Regions from separate parts of the Oryctolagus cuniculus genome. Here region 1 is linked to region 2. A link is a contact called in public Micro-C data. All regions are on one chromosome and are shown on one strand. Each heading gives the region's core, a stretch centred on a gene start, on an enhancer-like site or on the middle of the called end of the contact. The rest is flanking DNA. Distances are from core to core; before and after follow the strand shown.

Evidence for each region. Hi-C and Micro-C count contacts between places; a contact is called where the count stands out from the background.
Region 1: a Micro-C map of ear pinna shows a contact between it and region 2, with 1.8 times the contacts expected there. The contact joins the enhancer-like site here to the promoter of P3H2 in region 2. A contact is called at or near these places in 2 of 6 Hi-C or Micro-C datasets (ear pinna and an unstated tissue).

Annotation. Positions count from the first base shown.
Region 1 is chr4:89,530,823-89,536,792 of mOryCun1.1, reverse strand. The region is part of intron 1 of P3H2 (prolyl 3-hydroxylase 2); the gene reads right to left. It overlaps LOC138849320 (a long non-coding RNA gene), which reads right to left. Exons shown (of 4, transcript XR_011388005.1): 1 at 1-5,970. Among named protein-coding and RNA genes, the nearest start is that of P3H2, 68 kb to the right of the region's middle. Within about 2 kb of position 4,717, at least 1 of the 8 cell types and tissues checked has an H3K27ac peak or open chromatin away from gene starts, as enhancers often do. A contact at or near this core is called in ear pinna, where this site is marked.
Region 2 is chr4:89,462,429-89,468,694 of mOryCun1.1, reverse strand. It overlaps P3H2 (prolyl 3-hydroxylase 2), which reads right to left and starts at 2,504. Exons shown (of 15, transcript XM_002716510.5): 1 at 1,848-2,504. The coding sequence starts at 2,330.

The DNA.
Region 1 (5,970 bases), core at 3,468-5,967, 66 kb before region 2:
TCTATTATTTGCCATAAACTTCAGCTTGCCATTGTTAACCTATTTAAAAGCTATTGCTTTCTATCTCTTTTTAACTGTATTACGTTTGTAAAGATTTACATATGATTTTCACAAAATCATCACCCTGGAGGAAGTTTCTGGAATTGAAATTTTTTTTATTTTCTAAAATATATATTTACTTGTAATTGATAAATAGTAATTTTACACATTTATAGACTATAGTAAAAAACTTTAATATATCTATACAATGCATAATGATCAGGGTAATCTTAGACATTTTTCTTTTGTTTGGGGACATTCAAAATCCTCTCTACTAGATATTTTGAAATACAGAATTAATTGCTGTCAATAGTGGTTACCCTATTATGCTATAGAACATTAGAAGTCAGAACTGGAGACTTTTAATGCCTGGTTGGACTACAGGGACAACAGCTGGAGATCAGCTGCAACACATACTAGAAGCAATGCTTCTCCTGGGTCAGTATCATATCATTCACAAGTATTTTCTAAAAAAAAGCCCTGTAAGAGACAGGAAGGGACTACCCTTTGCCATCTCCTATCTATATGTCATTTCAGTCTTAGAACATTCCACAGAGACAAAAAATAGCTTTGCAGGTGTGTGCAAATGTGTCAAGGTAGCATTTCTTTTCTTTTCAAAATCTTTTATTATAAAGTGAACAGATTTCATGTATTTAATAGATACAGTTCTAAGAAAATAACCATCTTTTCTCCCTCAAACCCCTCTCTTTCCTTCCTTTCTTCCCCCACTCCTTAATTTTTGCAATAGCATATGTTCAATTTACTTTATAATGGCTTCCCATCACAGCTGTGTTGGAATCTGCTTCAGATTCTGGCTTCAAATTACACAAGACATGATTAAGGGCATATCCATGAATCGGCCTCAACTCTTGCCGAAATAGTAGTTTTCTATATAGAAGACTACAAGAAAAGAAAAAAAATAGAAAGTCAGAAAATAGAAGAGTAAGAGAAACTGCACGCCCTTAAGACTTGCTCATAACTGAAACCTATGATGAGGAGAGCAGGCTCAGAGACTGCTTAGAAAAGACACGGGGTATACCACCTAAGTTTGCAACAGGCACATGGTTATTTTCAGTCACATTAATTAAGTGCAATGCACAGTGCCTACACATAAATAAAACCAGATGTTTAAGATGTGGTTCAACCATTACCCTATATTTGCTCACATCTCCTCCTACTCTCTTATACCTCTTTCAGAAAATTGGCTTTCTGCCTGAACACCAGGGGAGGAGAAGCAAAAAGAAGAAGAAGAAGAAAAAAAAAAGAGTTGTAGGGATATGGTCTTGCTCTCCTGTTGATGAGTGGCTGTTGATGTGTGTGATGTGTGGTAAATGTATTTGGCTTTCCTGACCTCTCTGAGGGAAAGCTAAGATTTTTTTTGAAGCAATTGAGATTCTTGGAGAATTATTTTTTCATCATACATCAATTTATCAACCTTCATGAAAACTTTCAAAACTGTCAGCTATGTATAAATAAGCCTTATTACTCATCCTTTGCCACACATACATGCACATAGTGTGTGTGTGCATGCCTGTGTGTTTATAAGCATGTATTAATACTTGTGCAGAGAATCATTTCATATAATCAAAGTCATTTGGTCTACCTCTATAAGTATATTTCCCAATTTATGTTCTTAATCATATTTTTTCCAAAATACATAGAAAGTCTTGAGGTTTACATAAATTTAGGAAATGCTGGGATACATAAAATTAAACAGATCTCCTTATTGTGAATTTTCAGTCTTAAATATAATGATGCATACTGTGAATATTCAAGAAGGTAATGGGGTGAGGTTGTGGCACAATGAATTAACCTGCTTATTGGGATGCCTCTACCCTAGAGCAGAGAGCCTTGTTCAAGTCCTATCTCCTCTGCTTCTGATCCAGCATCCTGCGAATGCAACCTGGAAGGAAGTATATGTTGGATAAAATACTTGGGTCACTGCCAACAACCTGGGAGACCAGGATGGAGTCTCTGGCTCATTGCTTTGGTTTGAGACAGGCTTAGCTGTTGCAGGCATTTGGAGAATAAACCACAGATTGGAAGATCTCTCTCCTTGTCTCTCTCGCTCTCATTTTTTCCTTTGAAATAAATAAATAAATGTTTTCTGAAAAGAAGTTAATGTATTCATGCTACATGAGTAAATCTCTCAGAGCTAGTTGATCAGAATCTTGCAAAATATCTTGAGAGGACAGTGACCTGTAGGGCATATTGTGAGAAATGCTGATCCAAATTAACCCAAGGTATTTGTCCAATCTCTGGTTTAATTTTCCTTGTGTGAAGAAAATCACTACACTGCAAAAGAGTTCATTCTGTCCTACAAAAGATCTAAGTGAAAACATAATATTTTTCTTTCAGTGAACCATAATCTACTTCCTATAACATCTACCATTGCTCCTGGTTTTTCAATTTGAAAGAAAAAAAGAAGACTAATGTAATCCCTTTTTCCTGTGAGAGCTTTTAAAATATTTCAAAGCACAATAATCATACTCCCACAAAATCTTCCATTTTCCCAGAATAAAAGGTCACCAGTTCTTAAATGAATGTGTCAAATTACAAGACTCAACTCTCTCTCTTTGTCTTGAGACAAGCCATTCAGAAATGAACACAGAAATTCAGACAGGTTTATAGAGATGCAGCCCTAAATCTCATTTCTTTGTGGACTTTTATATTCCTTTTTAACCAGGCATGGCTCATCATTAATGCACTGAAATGTTTGAGTCCTCATAAATGGACTGTCAGTTCAATACAGTTCTTTGGCTGTATGCTTAATTATTTGTATATAGATGAATTGTTTGAGGAATATTAGGGAAATAACTCCTGTAGATTTAATTTACACTGCATCACAGAAACACTGCTTTAGAATAAATTGGTTATCTTTTCTCAGTTCCCTTATTTTATAGATTGGCTTTATCTCAGCTTCATGAATTTTCATCACTTTAAAAGCATGAAGAGTAGTACCTGGAAATTCACAAGTAGAGTCCCCCTCCAGTTTGAAACTAATACATTATTTGATGCCTGGTAAATCCTTTCATGCAGATACAAACCAAGATAATACCAATCAGGAAATATTTTTCTATCTGGTCATGAACATCAGAATGTAATGAAAGACACAGTCAGGTGCCCTTTGAAATTGAGATATGAATCTGCAGCAAACTCTTAATCTCCAATCTCAAATAGCCTAGTCCCAAAGCTGTAGATAATACAGTTCTTGTTAATTCACCATCTATGTCATAAATAATAGGATCATCATGCAATTTGATTTGTCATAGATGTCTTAGAAACAGAAGTATTAATAGCAATCAGTGTAGGTGCAGGTTAGGATCAGAAGGAAATAGGCTGTCAATAGTTTGGGAGGTTATTGTAGGTAACAGGAGAGGGAGGAGGCAATTGAAAACTTCATTATAGTCATGAAGATGGATAAACAGTATAAGTAAGAATGTTTCATTTTTCTGTATGAAAAATGGGACTGGAAAAAATGACATAGAACATTATGGTGTTAAGATAAACAGTGTTGGAGCAGGTGTTTAGCCTAGCAGGTAAGACAGCTGCATCCCATGTCAGAGTAGCTGGTTTTGATTCTTGTCTTCTGATTCCAACTTCTTGCCAATGCAGACCTTAGGAGGCAGCAGTGATGGCTCAAGTAATTGTCTTTCTGCTACCAAAATGGGAGACTGAGATCACAGTCTGGTCTCTCTGCTTTGGCCCCAGCCCATTTCCTGCCCTTGGCAGGGATTTAGGGAGTGAACCACTGGATGGGAGCTTTCTCCTTCTACCTCCCTCCTCCACCGTCCCTCTTCTTTTCCCTGGGTCAGAGCCTTCTCCTTCTCTCTCTTCCCCACTCTCTTAATACACCTACCCATCTTTTGCTCTCTCAGTTCATCTAAATCTCCCTCTTTTCCTCTTTGTTTCTGTCTCTCCAATAAATAAAAAAGTATAAAGATAATGTCATCTCAATCTTTACTCAATGTAGTTTAATATGAGAAAGATGAAATACTTTAACTTTCTATACACTGTACTCCTCAGTTAAAAACCAAATAGATACAAATATTGAGAACTTAGTAGTTGTTAACAATGATATCTTCCTTAAAGAAGAGCTTTTATAAAACAATGACACAGCTTATTTTATTTTCTTTTGAAGGAAGCAAAGGAAATCTGCTACTGGGTAAATTCAGTTGTCTTATAGATGATCTGCAAAATTTCCAACAATCTCACTGAAGTAGATAATAGGAAACTGCAATACTTGTTTATCCTTTTAAGAACAAATACTACTTTCAAATCACTTTCCCTACCCAAGATTGAAGCTGCCAGGTTTCAGCCCACAGTGAATTCTTGCAGCTGGATTAGGATCCCCCACGAAAGGACTTAAAAAATAGAAGTGCTGAGGGAGGCAATTCAAGGGAGGCATTTCAGCTGTGGGGGAGGATGGAAAATTTTTGAGCACAAGGACTTCCTGTCTCAGAGCTGGGAATGCCATTTTGAAAGGCTTTGTCACCCATTTGTTCTAGTCACTCTTACAAAACTTGTGAGGCTGTCCAGTGGGGCTGGGGGTCTGTGGACCCCTTCAGACATAGGTAGAATGTCATTCACAAGCAAGCTGGAAAGCCTGTCTCCAGACCAACTGGCATCTCCCCCACTAACAGCTTCTTATGCTGCGTGTGTGACCCTGCAGCTTTAAATCACACCTTCGGTGGGGGTGGGTACAATCTTTCACTCAGAGCTGGCAGGGGAAAGGGCTGAGCCCTGGGGAGAGTCGGACTGGCTCTAGGAGATCCTGGCCATCTTGTGTGACCCTTGTGGTTTTAAATCATGCCTTCAAGTTAGTTGCAGTCTTCCACCCACGGCTAGCAGAGGAGGGTGCTGACCCCTTAAGGAGACAGACAGTCTCCAGGAGTTCCCCACTATCTCCATGAACTCCAAGACAAGCAACATACATATGTGAAACCCCCTGTCTAGTGGGCACCCCTACAGAATGACCCAATGAACAGACAGTAATGCCTTAAAAACCAGGGACACTTCCTCAAAGCCAGTGTCCCACCTGGGCACTCCACCTGGTCTCCTCTTCAACCAAACGCTTTTTCTGGCACTTGCCAAATAGAAATTTCTTTTCCCTCTAATAAAAGTTTCTGCCTCTTTGCAAATTGCTTCCCAGCTTTTTGTTTCTACACTAAGTTGAGGAAAAGAACCCACGAGACTCACTCTGGCAATCGCCCTCCCCTCTGTGACTGGTAACAACCTGGGAAAGAATTCTTGAGAGAACACAATTTCTTTTTGGTAAACTTGAGGATTCTGGCTTTTTCCCATACTAATCCACTTTTTGCAGCCCTTCCTGGAAACTGCCTGGCCATCAGGCCTAGGAACACACTATCAAGTATTGCCCAGATGTTGCCACTCCACCAGGTGTTATGGGAAGTAGCTTGCAAATTAAGCTTAAAGTTCCTCCTCCTTCACATGGTAGGGTTGTATTGCCTCATTATCATCTTGTTCTGCATTTTGAAGAGCTCTTCCTTTTCAAAATCCATCATAAATGGCTAGCCCCAAAGAAAAACATTTTTCCAAGAACTATTCTACAGGAAATGCAAAATGAAGTGGATTTTCAAATGCGTTGGTCCTCCTGGGGCCCTTTTCCTGCCCTCTGTAGTTGGAATGGGAGGGACCTCAATTAATCAGGGGACTTCCTTGACTTTTCCAATATAAACAGGAATATGTAACATGTGCATCCCAGGTTAAGGAGAACACTGACCTGGGGCTCATAAACAAGCTGTAGCAGGAATAATATCAAGATACACATAATGTATACTCTCAAGTTCAGCAGTTTCCTTCTTACTTACCCAAGTTTGCTTTGGTTTGAATACAAACTTCTAAAAATCCCCCAAACTGATTTTCTTGTGCCAAAGTTCATTATAGTTGACTTATAGAACACTGAAAAAA
Region 2 (6,266 bases), core at 1,255-3,754:
GGTAAAACAGAAGTTAATGCATAAAGTCACACATTTTTGAAAAACCTTCTTAAGTTTCAATGTTCATGAGTTAAAGAGACAACACTCAGCAGTTCACCCACAGCTTCCCAAGAATGATTTGTTCCTGTAATCAGTTCATCGCAAAGATCTGAAGCACTTAAACCTATGGCTTCAGCTCCTGTGACCTCCAAACAGCTGACAGGAGCAGGGGAATGACAAACCGACATGAACACCGACAGGGATGTAAATGTAACGGCAGAACTAAACAAACCCACACATGGACAGTTACCAACCGCATGGTTGTTTGTTTTTCCAGGATCAAACATGAGCATGTACTCCTTCTTGGACCCAAGAAAGGAAAATCTGTCCAGATGTGTGACAGATTATCAGCAGGACTGCCAACCTCACGTGCCAGCCTCCTGGGAGGACCTGGCTACCGGGACCACCCACGCCCTGCTCTGGGAACTAGCTTAGGCAGTCTTCAATGTCAGGTTCTCCAGGTCCTCTCTCTGCCCAGTAATGACTGACTTCTTCAGGTCCACCAAGCATTGTGTGACTTCTTTAAGAGAAATCAGAGTTAACCTTCATAGAGGTTTTAGCAAATCTATTAGGAAGCATAAGGAAGCAGAAGACAAGTTCTGGAAAGGGTTCAGGATTTCCCCTCATTACTTGCCCCAGATACTAGCGCAGTGAATTCTGTTAGTCACAGCATACTAGGAGATTACAGTTAGTCTCAGTTTGTGACTCCATGAATGCCACTGACAACTGCAAATCTGAGAACCCTACCGCCCGTGAAGGGCAGAGACCCGTGGAAAGAGCTGCAAAAGGCATTTGGATGTCTGAACACGGTGTGTGTTTTCAGCTCCTCAGAAATGCAGTCTTGTCCACTGGCTGCTGCAATCATCCATCCCCTAGTGGGGCTGCTTTGCCAGCAGCTGTTGAGGAGACATTGATATATTGACACGGAAAAGCCAGGACGTTTGGGGGGGAGGGGGAGAAATTCACAGCAACCTATGCAGGAGCGCAACTCATTCTAAATTCTCTCTGCCGACAGAACTAAATAGTTCTTCAAAACTGTGGATGTGGGAAAGATGCCAAAAAAAAACACTGAATACCTCCTGACACTAACTTCAGGCGAGTTAAGTACACAGCAATAAAACCGGAAAGAGCATACTGGGGGTGCAATGTCCAGTACCCCAGTCCAGTGTGACTCTCCAGACGTGGGAAGCCCTCCAGAGAAGGAGGAGTACCCACTTGGGGAGGGCACTTTTTGGGTAGCTTCTCCTCCTCCAAGCCTACCTTCTCTCTCACCTTTGAACTTCACGTTTTCATAGGTGAAAGGGAGAAGAGAAATTTCTTTAGGATTGACTACTTCTAACACTGTTATTTCCAAGATTCTTTAACCTTCAGAAAAGGGGTGCAGACCACAGTGTCGGGGAGACGAGGGAGTGGAGGCAGAAGAGAAATAGGGACCAGGTGGGCCAAGAAAGCATCCCCTAGAGCACTTGAACTAGACCCACCTGTGGCAAAACCTCATGATGAGCGCTGCCTGGGTACTGTACTGAGTCTCATCCTGTCAGAACAGCCCTGCTTTCCAGGGTGAAGTGGATGCTGAGAGAGCAAAGGACTCGCCCAGGTTCACGTAGTGCTCTTGAGAGAACCCAGAGCTCAGGCCACAGGTGTCCAGGTTCACAGACAGGAGACAGAGGTGTTTAAGGAGACCCAGTCTGACAGACTGAAAGACAGAGTACTGTGGCAGGTTGGCGGGAACAGTGGTGAGGGCTCCAGACAGCCTCCGGGAGCGGCGGGGTGGGTGTTAGGAGTGCAAGCGCGCGCGCTGTGGGTACCTTGATGTAGGCCCGCTGCAGGTAGTTGTAGGGCACTCTGCGCTGGAAGTCACTGCGCACATCCTCGCTGACGCGGTGGCGGGACGCGGGTCCCCCGAGGCGCTGGGTCTCGCAGCTGCGGTAGCAGCGCGCCCGTTCCAGCAGCGCTCTGAAGAAGGGCAGCTCGGCCCCGGGGCCGGTCCCAGGGGGCGCGAGCGGGCGGCGGGCGGCGCAGTGGCGGGTACAGCGCGTGCGGATCTCCCGCAGGCGCCGGTGGCTGCTCAGCGCCGCTTCCAAGTCGCGCACCGCCTGCTCGTAGTCCCCGCTGTAGTAGGCAGCCACGCCGCTGGCGTAGAGCAGGTCGAAGGGCTGCAGAGGCCCGCGCTCGGGCTCCAGCTCCCCGCGCCCGCGCCCGCTGTCCGGGGGGCCGCCCCACAGAGGCAGCGGCAGCAGTAGCAGCAGCAACAGCGGCGGCGGCGGTGGCGCCCAGATGCGCTCCCGCATCCTCCGCCTCAAACAGGCGCGGGACGGCCACGCTCTGAGACGGCGGCGGGGCTCCTCGCGTTCGGGCCCCCTCTCCCACCTCCGAGGGCAAGCGCCCCGGTCCCGCCGCGATCTGGCTGCCCCGACAGCCCCAGGTGACTGCCGGCGCTCCGCGGGCTGAGAGGCGGAGGCTCTGCCGGGCCAGCCGCTCTTAAAGGGACGCCTACAGCTCACACGCTCCTCCTGCTGCCCGACCTCGGCGAGCAGCTCTCCCAGGCTCCCTGCTGCACCGCATTCTCTAGGGCCAGTCAGGGAGCGGGCGCTGCTTGGGGCCAAGTCCTGGGTTCCTTTGTAGCTTATAGAAGTGGATATTGTTACTCTCCTTCTCAGAGATGCTGAAAACTGAACGTTGGGAGTTGGACCCTCGGCATCTTCTGACTCTGTCCATGACTTCGCGGTTTTCACAGTACTTGACCTTCAGATGAAAGTCGAAGTCCACCTCAGGCTGTGCATTTAGCACTAGAGGGGCTTTGAGACCAGATGAAGAGCAGAAGAAAAGTCATTTGCTCAAGTTTATAGAGCTGAGAAGTGGCCAAGCAGACTCAACCTTTGAAGTTACTGCTGCTTCCTTTGGGGAGGATCTCTCCCTTGCCTCCCACTCCACTGGATGTGGACGCGTGTCCCCGTGCACCTGAGCAGGGTCTGGGGTGTGAGAATAATATTCCCATTCTGCCTTTGCTCTGCACACCCTGGTGTCAAGGACGCCCAGGACCACTGGAAGAAGGGCAACTGGGCGTGAGTTCTGCCTTCATCAGGTTGCCCACTGTGTGATCTTGCCCAGATTCGGCATTGAGACTTAGTTTCCTTTTACAACAGCCAAACGCTCCAACATGTCAAATGGGATGCATATATAAGTTCTTATGGTAAGGCCCTAACAAAGAGGCAGTTTCACAAACCCTGTACCTCCAGGACGTAAGTAATGAACTATAAGCACCTTACCCCCAGGGCGTAAGAAATGAGCTTCCATCCAGGAATGGGAAAACTGACCGAAGTGGCTGCCAGACTGCAAGGAATAGCTGGAAGATTTCCTGCCCCTCGCTTCCCCTGGCCCATAAATCCTTCCCAGCCAACATACTCCCCTTTCCTGTTCCTTGGCACCAGACGCTCAGAAGGATGCTGACAAGCTTGTATACCGAATTCTGGTTTCCAGCCTGTTGCCTCCTGGAGGCATTTCTGTGGTTTCCTGTAGGGCCTGTGGGAATTTTGCTGGTCTCCGGCCACTGGGGTGGTGAAGAGAGAGAAAGAGATGAGAATGACAGCATGCATCATCTAGTTGAAAGGGATTTCTCCAAGAAGGCTTTTTGTGGAATCACCCTATGCTGAGGTGGCTGCCAGAAGTTCCTTAAAAAAAAAAAAAAGATTTTATTTATTTATTTATTTGAGAGGGAGAGAGAGCACTCATGCCCACTGGTTCACTCCTCTAATGCTCCCAATCACAGGGACTGGGCTGGAGCCAAAGCCAGGAGCTCAGAACTCCATCCAGGTTTCCCACATGGCAGGGACCCACTACTTGAGACATCACCACTGCCCCACACCCCCATCCCCAGTCTGCAATAACAAGAAGCTGGAGTCAGGGGCCAAATTCCAGAATCAAATCCAGGCTCACCCATGTGAGATGAGGGCGTCTTAACTACTATGCAAATAGTGTCTCGGTTGCCAGAGTTTCCTGCTTCACTTATTTTGTTAGGTTTAATCCCTCTGGCTGTGTAACTCCAAGGACACAGAAGAGTCATGCTCTTACTGTTTTTTCCACCAACCCTCACTAATTTATCTTATTCCAGTGATGGAAAAACTCTAGTTTAGAGCTGAACAAATGGATATTCAGTATTGCAGAATTAGCTTTTGGGTCATCTACCCAGACTTTTTCTCTAGGGCTTGTCTCTGCATTCAGATAAAGACTTTGGAGTCTAGAGTTAACAATTCACTTGTGAAGGGCTTTGAAGTATATCAGTATAGGAAGTCCTGCTATGGAATTGCCATTAAGGTGCCAGGAAGCTTTGCTGTATTATGTCATTGTATTGGGTAACATCTCCATGCTGTTTAATCCTCATCTATGTCAATTACATTCCTATCTTTGGATGCCTGCTCTCAAAGTAGATACTCTAAAGAAAAAGGAGATAAAGCAATGAGGGTTTTTTTTTTTTTTTTCCCCTGTGGGAGCGCACAGTATTGTGAGGGTGACAAACATAATGTACAGGATAGAATGGGGTATCTGTTAGATTCAGTTATATACTATACTCCTATAGAATGCTATAGGAGTACAGAGGATGAAAAATGGGTTCAGAAAGGAAGGATTTAGGAAGATTTAGTGAATGAATTGGCACTGACATGGAATCAAAAGCCAAGAGTCTAAAGCTAGAGCTCGCATACTGGTTATTCTCAAGCTTGCCATATACGTCCAAACCTTCTAGCTGTCCTATTACCTTATTTCTCCTTATACAATTTCCACCTAACTTAAGAAAAACCATTAGGCCAGCGCCGCGGCTCACTAGGCTAATCCTCCGCCTTGCGGCGCCGGCACACTGGGTTCTAGTCCCGGTCGGGGCGCCGGATTCTGTCCTGGTTGCCCCTCTTCCAGGCCAGCTCTCTGCTGTGGCCAGGGAGTGCAGTGGAGGATGGCCCAAGTGCTTGGGCCCTGCACCCCATGGGAGACCAGGATAAGTACCTGGCTCCTGCCATCGGATCAGCGCAGTGTGCCGGTTGCAGCGCACTGGCCGCGGCGGCCATTGGAGGATGAACCAAAGGCAAAGGAAGACCTTTCTCTCTGTCTCTCTCTCTCACTGTCCACTCTGCCTATCAAAAAAATAAATAAAAAAATTAAAAAAAAAAAAGAAACACCATTAAATTGGTACCTTTCATTTATGGAATAACCTGAGGAACTTAAAGTATTAAGAGACTCTGATTTAATTGATCAGGGGTATAATCTGAGCCCTGAGATTTTTAGACATTTCCCAGGTAATTCTGATATAAAACCAAGGTTGAGAAACACTGGTCTATTATCAGTGCCTAGGATTCATGCATCCAAGACGTGGGAGTCGACAGAGTTTTGTGCTTTCTTCAGATCTCCCTTCCTGAAGAAGGCCATCTAACTTGTCTTTTGAGACTAAATCAAAACAGAAAATCTATGACCTTTTGATGGTAAAGCCATGCAGTGTGGAAAAATTAATTCCAGGTTATGCTCTGCCCAATGATACCTTCTGTGTGCTGGAATGGACAGTTTATGGAACTCTTACACTTCTGAATTTCTTGTTGAATGTGCCAAGAATATACTCCTGCATTGGCTGGGCCATTTCTTGGCTGGGTCTTATCTCAGAGTTCCCAAATCATGGTGTGTAGTTTCCGAAGCCATCCAATCACAGCCTGTTGTCAGTTTCTGTTGCCAGTGGCCATCTTGGCATGGCCTTCTCATTCCACCACATTTCCCCCTTTTCGTTTATTTTTGAGCAACTGAAGGCATGATTCTTGGCCATACCATTGTTGACGCCATTTCCATGTGGTCTCTGTATGCGGCTGTGCCTGTCTTAGGTGGTGGAATGAGAAGGCCATGCCAAGATGGTCTTTGATAACAGAGCCTACCTGGCAACAGGCTGTGATTGGATGGCTTCGGAAATCACATGGCAACGGAGTCTGCCTGGCAACAGGCTGTGATTGGTTAGGGCATAAACCGCCCCTTGACTGGATTGGCTGCCTCAGCAATATAAGCTGCTGTACCAACTAAAATAAATGAGTCTGCAGGCTGCTCGCCTCTGGCCTGCTTTCATCCAACTCCCGGGGTCTGTGTGGTGACTCCATACCTCTTGCCCTCACCGTGCTCCTCCTCTCAGAATGAATCCACAGCAACAATGGTGGAGGCTTCAAATATGCATTTCTAACAAGTTGCTTGATGATGTAGAAGTT